2 separate regions of the Mus musculus genome follow, and region 1 is linked to region 2. The links are chromatin contacts, called in public HiChIP or PLAC-seq maps. All regions are on one chromosome and are shown on one strand. Each heading gives the region's core, a stretch centred on a gene start, on an enhancer-like site or on the middle of the called end of the contact. The rest is flanking DNA. Distances are from core to core; before and after follow the strand shown.

Evidence for each region. HiChIP or PLAC-seq counts read pairs in DNA pulled down with a chosen protein or histone mark.
Region 1: a contact with region 2 is called in an H3K27ac HiChIP or PLAC-seq map of T-cell acute lymphoblastic leukemia, with 4 times the contacts expected there. The contact joins the promoter of Tap2 here to the promoter of Btnl2 in region 2. A contact is called at or near these places in 11 of 39 promoter capture datasets (the 3T3-L1 cell line, the C10 cell line, the HPC-7 cell line and 7 more), 8 of 484 Hi-C or Micro-C datasets (B cells, LSK cells, bone marrow-derived macrophages and 3 more), 18 of 115 datasets of contacts at active chromatin or transcription factors (the 230-238 cell line, the HPC-7 cell line, the SCID.adh cell line and 10 more) and 3 of 9 other capture datasets (adipose tissue, liver and pancreatic islet).

The regions. Positions count from the first base shown.
Region 1 is chr17:34,203,010-34,209,540 of GRCm38.p6, forward strand. Tap2 (transporter 2, ATP-binding cassette, sub-family B (MDR/TAP)) reads left to right here and starts at 1,470. Exons shown (of 12, transcript NM_011530.3): 1 at 1,470-1,614; 2 at 2,278-2,775; 3 at 2,861-2,975; 4 at 5,745-5,875; 5 at 6,081-6,286. The coding sequence starts at 2,286.
Region 2 is chr17:34,352,583-34,359,030 of GRCm38.p6, forward strand. It overlaps Btnl2 (butyrophilin-like 2), which reads left to right and starts at 2,240. Exons shown (of 9, transcript NM_079835.2): 1 at 2,240-2,488; 2 at 3,635-3,718; 3 at 5,370-5,717. The coding sequence starts at 3,640.

The sequences.
Region 1 (6,531 bases), core at 220-2,719, 150 kb before region 2:
TGCTCAGGGCAGGAGTACTCAGGACAAGAGTGCTCAGAGCAGGAGTACTCAGGACAGGAGTGCTCAGGGCAGGAGTGTTCAGGGCACAGCACAGGAGTACTCAGCACAGTGCTCAGTGCAGGCATGCTCAGTGCAGGAGTACTCAGGACAAGAGTACTCAGTACAGAGTGTTTGGTGTAGGAGTGCTGAGTGCAGGAGTGCTCAGTGTAGCAGTGCTCAGTGCAGGAGTGCTCAGGGCAGGAGAGTTCAGCGCATGAGTGCTCCGTGCAGGAGTGGTCAAGAGCCAGGTCAGGGGTTAGAGGACTCTGAGATCCAGACAGCCAGATGGGAGCCTTCTCCACCTGGGGTAGCCCTAAAGTCCAGAGAGATAGGCATAGCCATGTAGGCCTGCTTTAAGGCCACCCCCAGCCCCCCCCCCGCCCTCAACATTTGACCTTCAAGTGACTCATGGGTAGTCACACCAGCATGTCTAAGGGGATTTTTTTTCCTTTATAGGTAGTTTCAGCCCGCAGAGTCATTTCTCCTTGTAGTGCCCTGGTGGTGGGGTGTGGTGATGAGCAGCATGGTTGATTTTCATGTCTGAGAATGGAACCTGGTGCCTCACCATGCTCTGTGAGGGCTCTTCCCTGGAGCCCAGAAGGGTGATTTCCGCAATGAACTGGGCTCTGGGGAGGAGGCCGGGTTCCCTCTTTGATGGTGTTAGCCTACAGCCTACTCTGACTACCTCACAAGCAGCAGGCCCTGGCACTGACCCAGGGCCCTCACTGCAAGTGCGGTGTGCTGCGAAGAAAGTCTGAGGACAAAGGGCCAGAGCCTCTGGGTTCAAAATCTGTGAAAGGGAACCTTTGGCCTGCTGATAGGAGCTGAGGCCTTCTTGTAAGCCCTAGTTTTACCCCAGACCCCAACTCTTGAGCTTACCTGGAAAAACAAACAAGCCCTCAAGCCTCTCTTCTCTTCCACCCTCCGTCCTTCTCTCTCCTCTCTTCCTTTTTCCAAAGGTGGGACACCTGTGTGGTCTGCTGACTGGGAGGGACCTGAAGTCACTCCCTCCTCCATTTTCCTCCCTCCCCTTCCTTCCGTCCACGACCATTCTCTTCCCTCGCCTTTCTCCTTCTCCTATGCTCTTTTCTGCCCTTTACTCCTCCTCCTCTTTCCCCTTCCTCAAACCTACTGGCAGCGAACCCTGGGCTCAGGCAAGTTTTCTCAACATCTGAACTATAGTCCCAGTTTAACCGGCGCTTCTTAAAACATGCTCGGAGGTCGGAGAAATGCAGGGTTTTTTCGTTTTTTTTTTTTGTTTGTTTTGTTTTTTTTTGTTTTTGTTTTTGTTTTTTTTTCCTTTTCAAAGCATCTCAGACCCTCAAGAGTTTTGCTAGTAGCGGCCTTGGAGGGCGAGCCTTTTTGGGAACCTGGGGCGCTCAACCCACCCGCAAATTGACAGGCGCCATCTGCTGGCGGCTGTGCGCAGCACCGCGACCACGGCAGTGAAGTGAAAGCGAAAGCCGCGGGACCCAGGCGCGCTCCCCGCGAGGGCGTCGCTGCGCACCCAGGAGATCCAGTTTGAGAAGAAGCAGATTCCAGAAGCTCTCCTGAGCTGCCGCTCCGCAGCCGCAGGTGAGTTCTTTTGGATAGAACCCGAGAGTTAGCAGGAGTGCGGCCCATTCCCAAACCCTTGGCGTCATCATCCGGTTCCCCACTCCTCGTCCCCTGTCTTGGGTCTTCTGCCGCTTACTCCCTGCCCCGTGTCCTCTGCTCCGTGCCCCTGCCCCACCCAGTGTCCCAGGTCCCCTGTCCCTCACCCCTTGCCCAAGGTCCTCTGCCCCACCCCCTTGCCCTGCGTCCCCGGTCTTCCGTCGGGCGCCGCCGGCCCAGCGCCCCTACTCAGAACCTTCTGTCCCAAGCCATCTAAGGCTACCGAACCCACCCGCATCCCGCCCCTGCACCGGGTCTCCTGGCTCTTAAAGACCCGAGGAATGGGGGCAGTGTGTCTTCTTGGGCTAACACCAACAAACTTCAGGGAGATGGATGTGGTGGCAGCAGACCGCCCCCTCCCCCACCCCCACCCCCGTGCTGTGTGTCTGAGTGTCTGTGTGTCTGTGTGACTGTGTGTGAGAATAATGCAGCCTTCCCAGCTCCGTCAGACAGTCAGTCCTAGGAGAGACTTATCTAGGAGGGGGTCTTTCCGGTGAACAAGAAGCCTCAGGGTGGATTTGGGGCAGGAGGCTCGTAACCAGGGTTGGAACTCCACAGACCTCATTTCTCCCTTTCTTTCCGCAGAACCCACCATGGCGCTGTCCTACCTGAGGCCCTGGGTCTCTCTGCTGCTGGCGGACATGGCTTTACTTGGGTTGCTACAAGGATCTCTGGGAAATCTGCTTCCCCAGGGGCTGCCAGGACTCTGGATAGAGGGCACCCTGCGACTTGGAGTGCTGTGGGGACTGCTAAAAGTGGGAGAGCTGCTGGGACTTGTGGGGACCCTTCTGCCCTTGCTCTGCCTTGCCACTCCCCTGTTTTTCTCGCTAAGAGCTCTGGTGGGAGGCACCGCGAGCACCTCAGTAGTCCGAGTGGCTTCTGCCTCTTGGGGCTGGCTGCTGGCTGGCTATGGGGCTGTTGCGCTGAGCTGGGCCGTGTGGGCTGTGCTGAGCCCGGCTGGAGTCCAGGAGAAGGAACCAGGCCAGGAGAACAGAACACTGATGAAGCGGTTGCTGAAGCTGTCCAGGCCGGACCTGCCTTTCCTCATAGCTGCCTTCTTCTTCCTTGTGGTGGCTGTGTGGGGTGAGAGGAAGAGACCACTGTGAGAGGGAGGTGGGAGAAGGGCCTTGCCAGGGCACAGCCTCCTTATCTTTCTTGCCTCTTTCAGGGGAGACATTAATCCCTCGCTATTCGGGTCGTGTAATTGACATCCTGGGAGGTGATTTCGACCCCGACGCCTTTGCAAGCGCCATCTTTTTCATGTGCCTGTTCTCTGTTGGGAGGTGAGAGATGATTGGCTTCAGGTCCCTGTAGTAGATGCGACTGGACAGGAACTGACTTTGCACAAGGCACAAATTATGTATACAGAGTTCTGCCTGCATGTACACCTACAGGCCAGAAGTGGGCACCATATCCCAGTATAGATGACGGTGAGCCACCAGGAGGTCTCTGGGAATTAAACTCAGGACCTATAGGAAGAGCAGCCAGTGCTCTTAACTTTTGAGTCATCTCTCCAGCCTGCCTTTGACTCTTTTTATCCGGACCCAGGAGCCTGCAATCTCAAGTAAACAAATAAAAATGGGGCTGCTTGGCTGGGCTTTGACTAGGATAAGAGGACCCAGATACAGAGAGTGCAGGATCTCTCTCTCTCCCTAGTCTTTCATTAGGCCTCCATTCTAGTTTTGCTGGTTTTGTTTCGTCTTTTCTCTTGTGGACTCCTTATGGACTCCTTGTGGACTCCCGACTCAGGCTTTATGTCTCTTAGGTATCCCTGTAGCTTTGACTATTGTGGTTCATACTGATCTCTTTCTGCAATTAGCATCTATGAACCTCCCTTCTACCTTTGGATCTACTCTGTCTTCTTTGGAGGATTTTCCTGTTGTAGATCCTTAGGTGTGGCCCGTTCTCAGGTATGTCCTTTTCTAAACTATGCACTGTCTTTCTTTTGTGGTCAAGGGTAGGCATGTGCACTAGAGGCCCAAGGACAGCTTGCTGGAGTCAGCCCTGTCCTTCCACTGTGTGGGGTGCAGAGATGGAACTCACACACGGTGGCAAGTGCCTTTATCACCTGAGATGCACCACACAGTGCACTTTGATTTCTTAAAAATATTCTTCCTTCGGTGGAGGGAGCAACAGTGTCAATTGGCCAGACCAGACCACCCCCCCCCCCAGCTCCTGGGCACTGGACCACCAATCAAAGAATACCCATGGCTCCGGCCGCATATGTGGCAGAGGATAGCCTTGTTGGACATCAGTAGGAGGAGAGGCCCTTGGACCTGAGGGTGTTCAATGCCCCAGTGTAGGGGAATGCCAGGAAGGGAAAGACAGGAGTGGGTGGGTGGGGGAGCACCCTCATAGAGGCAGGGGGACGGGGGATGAGATGGGGGGTTCTGAAGGGGAGACCTGGGAATGTAAATAAAAAAAAATCCACTAAAAAAAGAAGCAAAAGAAAGAAAGAACAAGAAGAAAAGAGAGAGAGAGAAAAAAGGAAAGACAAAAACAAAACAAAACAAAACAAAACAAAACAAAACAAAACAAAAAAGCCGGGCAGTGGTGGTGCACACCTTTAATCCCAGCACTTGGGAGGCAGAGGCAGGCGGATTTCTGAGTTCGAGGCCAGCCTGGTCTACAAAGTGAGTTCCAGGACAGCCAGAGCTATACAGAGAAACCCTGTCTCAAAAAACCAAAAAAAAAAAAAAAAAAAAAAAAAAAAAGGAAAAACTATTCTTCCCTCTGCTGGATCAGGTTCTTATGGCAGATGATTTTCAGATGCAGTTTCACACCTGGCTCTGTTTTATAAACCCGGTTGTTCCAGGGGCACTGCTGCTGGTTAGGGACTCTCACCTGCCATGTTGTGTGCTCAGAACCCCAGTGCCTCACACTCCCTTCTGGTCCTTCCTAAAGATGTCCCCTCCCCTTTCCTGTCCCCACCCACAACCTCAGTACTTCGCTTTGGGCCTCAGCCTGATGCCCAGGCAGCATCCTGCTGCTTTCAGTCTCTCCTGGATTAGGGAGCTAGCTCAGTGAATTCCATCTTACTGTGCAAACAAGGGGACCTGGGTTTGAATCTCCAGCACCCAGGCACTGTGAGTCTCAGGGTGTGCGGTGAACACAGGTGGATGTCATGGCAATGGTGCATGGGCAATCTAGCAGAAATGGGGCTCTAGGTTCAGACCAGGTCTTCAAAAAATAAGGTGGAGAGTGATCTAGGAAGGCATCTGATGTCAACCTTTGAACACACACACACATGCATGTACACACACATGGACACATACATGCACACACATGTACACGCACGCATGCACCCATATGCAAACCACACACATGCACAGGCACACACACAGAGCAGTATACCTGGATATGCATATGCACATGCACAGAGCAGTATACCTAGATGTTCATGTCCACCCTCATGCAAAACAGGCGCGCGCGCGCACACACACACACACACACACACACACACACACACACACACCCCACTTCTTCCATCGGTGGCTCCTTTTCATTCTTACTGTGCCCATCCAAAGCCCACCGATTCATGTCTGCTTATTCAATATGGTAACCAAATCTGCAATTGAAACCCATATTTTGGTTTTTTTTTTTTTGTTTGTTTGTTTTCTTGTTTTCCGAGACAGGGTTTCTCTGTGTAGCCCTGGCTGTCCTGGAACTCACTCTGTAGACCAGGCTGGCCTCGAACTCTGCCTTTATGCATTTAGAAAATACGTCTTTAAGTTTTTATTGTAAGAATTTGGCTAACTTACAAGGCTCTCCCAAGGATTAAAGATGAGATTGGTGGCTGGGTATCCACGGAATGGGAGGGAGGGACTTACTGCTGCTTCCTTTGGAAGCACGGTGGTCAGTGAGCCTTGGGCACGCGGGGATTTGTACCGGTTGTGAGAGTGAGCCCACATCTAGCTCCTGTGTCTGCCCTTACTAATTGTTTCTCTGTTCTCACCGCTGTCTTCCCTCCCCCTTCTCTCCACCTCTCTTTCCACCTTGCCCTTCCTTTGCCCCTCCCCCTCCCCCCTCCCGCTTCCCCGTCCTGCCCCCAGCTCCTTCTCTGCAGGCTGTAGAGGAGGCTCCTTCCTCTTCACCATGTCCAGGATCAACCTGCGGATACGAGAGCAGCTTTTCTCATCTTTGTTGCGCCAAGACCTTGGATTCTTCCAGGAGACCAAGACAGGTGAACCTGGCATCTGGGTCTTGGGTGCTCGGCCCTTTCTGGAGTCCTCAGGTCTCCTGTCTGCCTCCCTGCTGGAGCCTGGCAGTTTTCTCTTAGAGCAGGGTAGAGGTCTAGCCCAGTCTCTTTGTAAAGGCTGAGGGGATGAGTCAGCAGGGAGACCCAGAGGAAGGTTTTGGGTTCCCATCATCCTTTCTGCCCTCCCCAGGGGAGCTGAACTCGAGGCTGAGCTCTGACACCTCTCTGATGAGCCGCTGGCTCCCTTTCAATGCCAATATCCTGCTGCGGAGCCTGGTGAAGGTGGTGGGGCTCTACTTCTTCATGCTCCAGGTATCGCCCCGACTCACCTTCCTCTCCCTGCTGGACCTGCCCCTCACGATAGCAGCTGAGAAGGTGTACAACCCCCGCCATCAGGTATGTGTGCATGTCACAGTGCCCTGAGAGAAGGCAAACAGACAAGCAGACAGACAAATAAGTAGATAGGTAGGTAGGTAGATAGATGGGTGGATGGATAGGTAGGTAGTAGACAGACAGACAGACAGACAGACAAATAAGTAGATAGGTAGGTAGATAGATAAATAGGTAGGTAGGTAGATAGATAGATTGATAGACAGATAATCGGTAGACAGACAGAACACCTCTTATCAGTCCCTACAGTC
Region 2 (6,448 bases), core at 990-3,489:
ACCTGTGCCTGACAACACAGATGGGATTTGCTCCAAAGAACCATTTCTAAACAGGTCCACTTCCCCCATATTCTTTATTTTCCACTGCCCCCTGGTGGGTAATAGGCTAGAAGGGAGGGGTTAAAGCATTTAAGAACCATCATTAAAAATAGACTTTGAAAAAAAATAGTTACAGGGAGTCCCTTCTCAGGAGACTCTACATTGAGTCAAGGTGACAACTAAAACTAACCATTAGAAAGCCCGGAGATGCTGGTCCACACCTTTAATCCCAGCACTCAGAAGGCAGTAGCAAGTGGATCTCTGAGTTCAAGACCAGCCTGGTCTACAGAGTGAGTTCCATGACAGCCAGGGATACACAGTGAAACCCTGTCTCAAACAAAACAAAAAACAAAACAACAAAAAAAAAACAAAATAAAATAAGCAAAAAAAAAAGAAAAAAAAAGAAAGAAAGAAAGAAAGAAAAGAAAGAAAGAAAAGAAAGAAAGAAAAGAAAGAAAAGAAAGAAAGAAAGAAAGAAAGAAAGAAAGAAAGAAAAGAAAGAAAAGAAAAGGAAAAGAAAATAACCATCACAGACAGGGAACAATCCTTCTATTCTGAGGGAGAAATAGCCCTTGTATCCTTCTTAATATCTAGTCCTCCCATCCCGCACTTGGGACCTTGTCTAGACTCACTGCCTTCATCAAGACCAGTAGCTTCAAGCTAGATGGAGCAGGATTCCCTAATCCTGAGAGGGAAGAATCAGGGAAAAGCACCTTGCATGCTGTGCTGTTACACTGTTACCTTGCATGCTGTGCTGTTACACTGTTACCTTGCATGCTATGCTGTTACACTGTTACCTTGCATGCTGTGTTGTTTGTTACACTGTTACCTTGCATGCTGTGCTGTTTGTTACACTGTTACCTTGCATGCTGTGCTGTTTGTTACACTGTTACCTTGCATGCTTTGCTGTTTGTTACAGTTACCTTGCATGCTGTGCTGTTACACTGTTGCCTTGCATGCTGTGCTGTTACACTGTTGCCTTGCATGCTGTGCTGTTACACTGTTACCTTGCATGCTGTGCTGTTACACTGTTACCTTGCATGCTGTGCTGTTACACTGTTGCCTTGCATGCTGTGCTGTTACACTGTTGCCTTGCATGCTGTGCTGTTACACTGTTACCTTGCATGCTGTGCTGTTACACTGTTACCTTGCATGCTGTGCTGTTACACCGTTACCTTGCATGCTGTGCTGTTACATTGTTGCCTTGCATGCTGTGCTGTTACACTGTTGCCTTGCATGCTGTGCTGTTACACTGTTGCCTTGCATGCTGTGCTGTTACACCGTTACCTTGCATGCTGTGCTGTTACACCGTTACCTTGCATGCTGTGCTGTTACACTGTTACCTTGCATGCTGTGCTGTTACACTGTTGCCTTGCATGCTGTGCTGTTACACTGTTACCTTGCATGCTGTGCTGTTACACCGTTACCTTGCATGCTGTGCTGTTACATTGTTGCCTTGCATGCTGTGCTGTTACACTGTTGCCTTGCATGCTGTGCTGTTACACTGTTGCCTTGCATGCTGTGCTGTTACGCTCTTACAATGAAGAACAAACATTCTTCTAAATAAGTTTAAAACTGCTCTTCCCAGCTCTTGAAAGTGGATCTGGAGACCCCTCAATAGTGTGAAAGAGAATTTAGGGGATCCCCAAGAAGGACTGAAGAAAGAAGAGCACATAACAGGGGTGTCCAAGGCCCTCCATTACTAGCCATGCTCATTGTACCCACACGCTATATCAGAAAGCTTATTACATTTCTTGGGTGAAGCCTTTGTTTTCCAGTAAAAGAGAAAGAACAAAGAAAAAACACACAGGCACCTTGGCCTGATGTTCTGGTCTTGGACAGGGAACATCCCCTCCTAGACTTGGTTTTCTACTCAGTAGGGTGAAGGTTGAGTATCTGATAGACAGTCATGCTCTGCACTCTGAGGGTCCACAGACTCCGTGTTGTGAGAGAGCTTGGCCCTAGATGGGGAATCATAGAAGTTCAGCAAGCTGAAGGACAGGACAAAGTAGCCATGATTTAGGCCACTGCCAGATGTCAGGTCACCTACCTGCTGGACAGGGCATGGAGCAGGGTCCAGCCTGCGTGCTGGTGTTCTGAAGAGATAAGGGTCAACATTATCACTGTGTCTAGAAGGCTAGATGAATCAGAACAGAGCCCAAAGTCCACCTGCCTTCCTTCTGAGTTTCACTTTTGAGCAGAAGGTAAATGTGCTGCTCTGACTGGAGCCTCATTTTAGACTGACCCTCGGGGACTCAACTCTGCCTACAGATTGACACCATTCAAATCTTCCTTCACGCAAACTGGTGACGCTTCCACTTTCCTTGCCTGCTCCATCACCAGTCACTATGCTCTCCTGTCCTTAGACACCTGCTATGTGAATGAAGGACACACTTGTGACTGGGTGAGACCAACAGCCTCCATTTCACCCTAAAGGAAAGAGCAACAGGTGAGTGGCTTGGAGAGTCTCTCATGAAGGATGGACATGGGAGTGGGGGTGGGGTGGGGAGGAGTCAACTAAGATGAGGAAGTAGGTAGAGTCAGCATCCTGTCAGGAAATGGCTCTTACTTCCTGTTGATCTCCACTGCACATTTTTTAGAGAGTAGTGTTTTGAGACAGACTCCCACTCTATAGCCAATGCCGGCTTCCAACAAATGGCAATCCTCCTGCCTCAGCCTTCTGGGTGCTGAGATTATAGTGAGCTACCACAACAAGCTGAGTTTTTCCTCTTTTTAACATCATTGTCTCTTTAGCTCAGGACTGATTTTTCTTTCCAATCAAAAAACTTCCTTCAGCTCAGGTTGGCCTCAAACCAGACATTGTCTTGCCTCATCCTCTTCAGTATCTGCCTCCTGGTGTATGGAATTTCAATCTCAGGATTCACGAGAGGTAGAGGAAGGACTTCAAGGTCATCCTTGGCTGTGTTGCAAGTTAGAAGCCAACTGGACTAAGTGAGACCTGAGGGGGAGCCTAAGGGATAACGTACAGTGTAACTCCATCGTGAGAGTTCAAATGTGAGTGAGTGAGTCAGCTGTGATCAACAACTGAAAAGAACGGGGCCAGGCCATGATCTGATGATGACAGGTTTGGTGCTAGTTGTCTATTAAGATAGCATAGCCATCAGAAGTCCTAGTTTGCTTGCTATTGCTGTGATAAATATCAAGACCAAAAGCAACCTAGGAAAGAAAGGGTTAATTTCATCTTACAGCTGGCAGACCACTATGAAGGGAAATCAAGGCAGGAACCCAAGCAGTAACCTGGAGGCAGACACTGAGGCAGAGACCATGGAGCAACACTGCTTGCCCTCTGTGACTTGCTCAGCTTGTTTTTTTACATCATGCAAGCCCACCTGCCCAGGGGTGGCACTGCCCGCAGTGGGCTGGGTCCTTTCCCATCAATCGTTAATTAAGAAAAATTCCCCCACAGATTTGCTCATAGGCCAATCTGATGGAGGCAGTTCCTCAGTTAGGATCCCTTTTCTCAGATGACTCTAGCTTCTGTCGAGTTAACAAAACAAAACAAACAAAAACCAATGCAGAAACTGCAAGGCATGGTGGGTAATCACAGCTGTACTTTCTTCTATGTTTGCTCCAGGGAGGATGGTGGATTGCCCACGGTATAGTCTATCTGGCGTGGCTGCCTCCTTCCTCTTCGTCCTGCTGACTATAAAGCACCCAGGTAGGGTCCCTTCCTACCCACCCCATCCCCACTTGCTGTCATGCCCCTCAGTTCTAAAATGCACAGTCTCAAACCCAACCTGACAGTGCAGTACAAAGGGGTGCGGGCTCACACTGGCCTTTCCACCCCTCCCCCACCTCCCCATCCCCTGGCTTTGGAAAGCTTCTTGACTTAGTTGCTCATCTCTTGGGTGCGAGTGACAACTTTAGGCGGCACTGGAAGTCACCTGGAAAGCGCAACTGGAATCCATAGCTGGAGCATGCTCAGTTTTCACACAATACTCAACTCTGCGGGGAAGACCACACACGTAAATCCCACCAGCCAAAGACACAAGATCTCTAAGTATCGGAGAGAATTTTGAGCAGTATCTTAAATCTGAGTTAAGAGTACCCTTATGACTACTTTTATTTTATTAGCTTTTAATGTTGCGTGTGTGTGTGTGTGTGAGTGTGTGTGTGTGTGTGTGTGTGTAGGACAGTGTATGGGGGGGGGGTGCACCCTGCAGCTTGCATATGAGGGTCAGAAGACAATTTGCCTTAGCTGGTTCTTCTCCCCACCATGTAAATCCTGGGACTTGAACCCTGGTCTTCAGGCTTGATTGCAAGTGCTTTTCCCTGCTAAGCTTCCACTCGCTCCTCCTCCCTACACAGGGTTTTGGGTCTACCCAGGCTGGCCTCTAACTCACCTGGTAGCCAAGATGACCTTGACCTCCTGATCTTTCCTGCCTCCACCTCCCCAGGGCCGGGACTACAGAAGAAGAATGGGTACCCACGACATGAAATTCTCAAACATCACAGCACACAGAATTGTCAAACACATCTTTGATTTTTCAGATATCAAAGAACATGACTTAAGATTTGATCAGAAGACTCAAACTTTCTAGGCAAGCCTTGCCTCTAACCCACCATGAGACACTTTTGTGAAACCTACATTTGCTATTTACTGGACTCTTGCCTTCTCTGGGAGGAAAGGAAAAAACCAATCAGCACCGTCCCTGGGATGAGTGACCCAGGAAGGTAGAAGGACCCAGTGGCTTCGCTATTTACCTAAACTCAAAATGACTCCAAAATCAAGATAAAGTCCCCATGGAAACATCAACTCACATATTAATTTATCTGGGAATGAACCCCAGAGATGTGGTTGCTTTTGGTATCTTAAAGATGGATGGTTTAAGCCTGCAAAACTCAGGGCTGGAGAGGTGGCTCAGTTAAGAGTACAGAAAACTCTTCCAGAGAGCCAAGTTCAGTTCCCAGCATCTACTGCCGATGGCTCACAACCACTTGTAAGCCAGCTCCAGGGAACATGATCTCCTTTTCTGGTCTGCACACACATGTGTGTACCCACACAAATGTGCATAGTTAAAAATAAAACACTTTAAAGAAAAAAACAAATCCAGATCCCAAAAGCTCATTAACTGTGGAATTGCCTCCCAAGTGGTGACATATATTCACGCTCAAAATTTTAAATTTTAGAACACATACCATTTATTTTTAACCAGAAAATGTGCACCCTTCCATGTTTTAATTCTCTGAAACATTGACATTAAATACTTTCCTGCTTTCTGTTAACAAGTTCCAGCACCTTGGCTACTTGAAGCGAGCATCCTGGTTCTCTGGCTTGCCTCTCTGTTTCCTCTTTCACTGTTTTGTAGATGACTTCAGAGTGGTCGGTCCTAACCTCCCAATCTTGGCTAAAGTCGGGGAAGATGCCCTGCTAACGTGTCAGCTCCTCCCCAAGAGGACCACGGCACACATGGAGGTGAGGTGGTACCGCTCCGACCCTGACATGCCAGTGATTATGTACCGGGATGGAGCTGAGGTGACTGGGCTACCGATGGAGGGGTACGGAGGCCGGGCAGAGTGGATGGAGGACAGCACTGAAGAGGGCAGTGTGGCTCTGAAGATTCGCCAGGTCCAGCCAAGTGACGATGGCCAGTACTGGTGCCGCTTCCAGGAGGGGGACTACTGGAGAGAGACAAGCGTGCTACTCCAAGTGGCTGGTGAATATCTGCCCAGGGGCCCAGGGGCACAGAGGAACAGGGGCACAGGGGCACAAGGGGCACAGGGGCACAGGGGCACAGGGGCACAAGGGGGGATGGATCCACTTACCTTTGGGAACTGTATCACCTCTTGAAAAATCCTTTTTCAACCACCGAAGGAGGACATTTCTTTTTTTTTTTTTCTTACTCATTTTTAAAATAAGAATTGTTTGCTTTTATGTGTGTATGGGGATATTCTGCCTGACTGTGTGTCTGTGCGCCATGTATGTGCTCAGCGTCCATGGAGGCCAGAAGAGGGTCAGATCCCCTGGAACTGGAGTTACAGATAGTTGTGAACTATCACGTGGGTGCTGGGAACAAAACCCAGGTCCTCCAGAAGAGCGAACAGTACTCTTAACCACTGAGCCACCTCCCCAGTCCTCCTCCTCCTCCTCCTCCTCCTCCTCCTCCTCCTCCTCCTCTTTCTTTTTTCTTCGAGACAGGGTTTCTCTGTATAGCCCTGGATGTCCTGGAACTCACTTTGTAGACCAGGCTGGCCTTGAACACAGAAATCTGCCTGCCTCTGCCTCCCGAGTGCTGGGATTAAAGGCGTGAGCCACCACGCCCGGCTTATTAAGTCCTTGAGAATTTCATACAATGTATTTTAATCATATCCTTCCTCTCCCCCCAACCCCTCCCAAACTCCACCCCCTTCTCTACCCTTACAATCATGGCTCCCCCACCCCACCCCA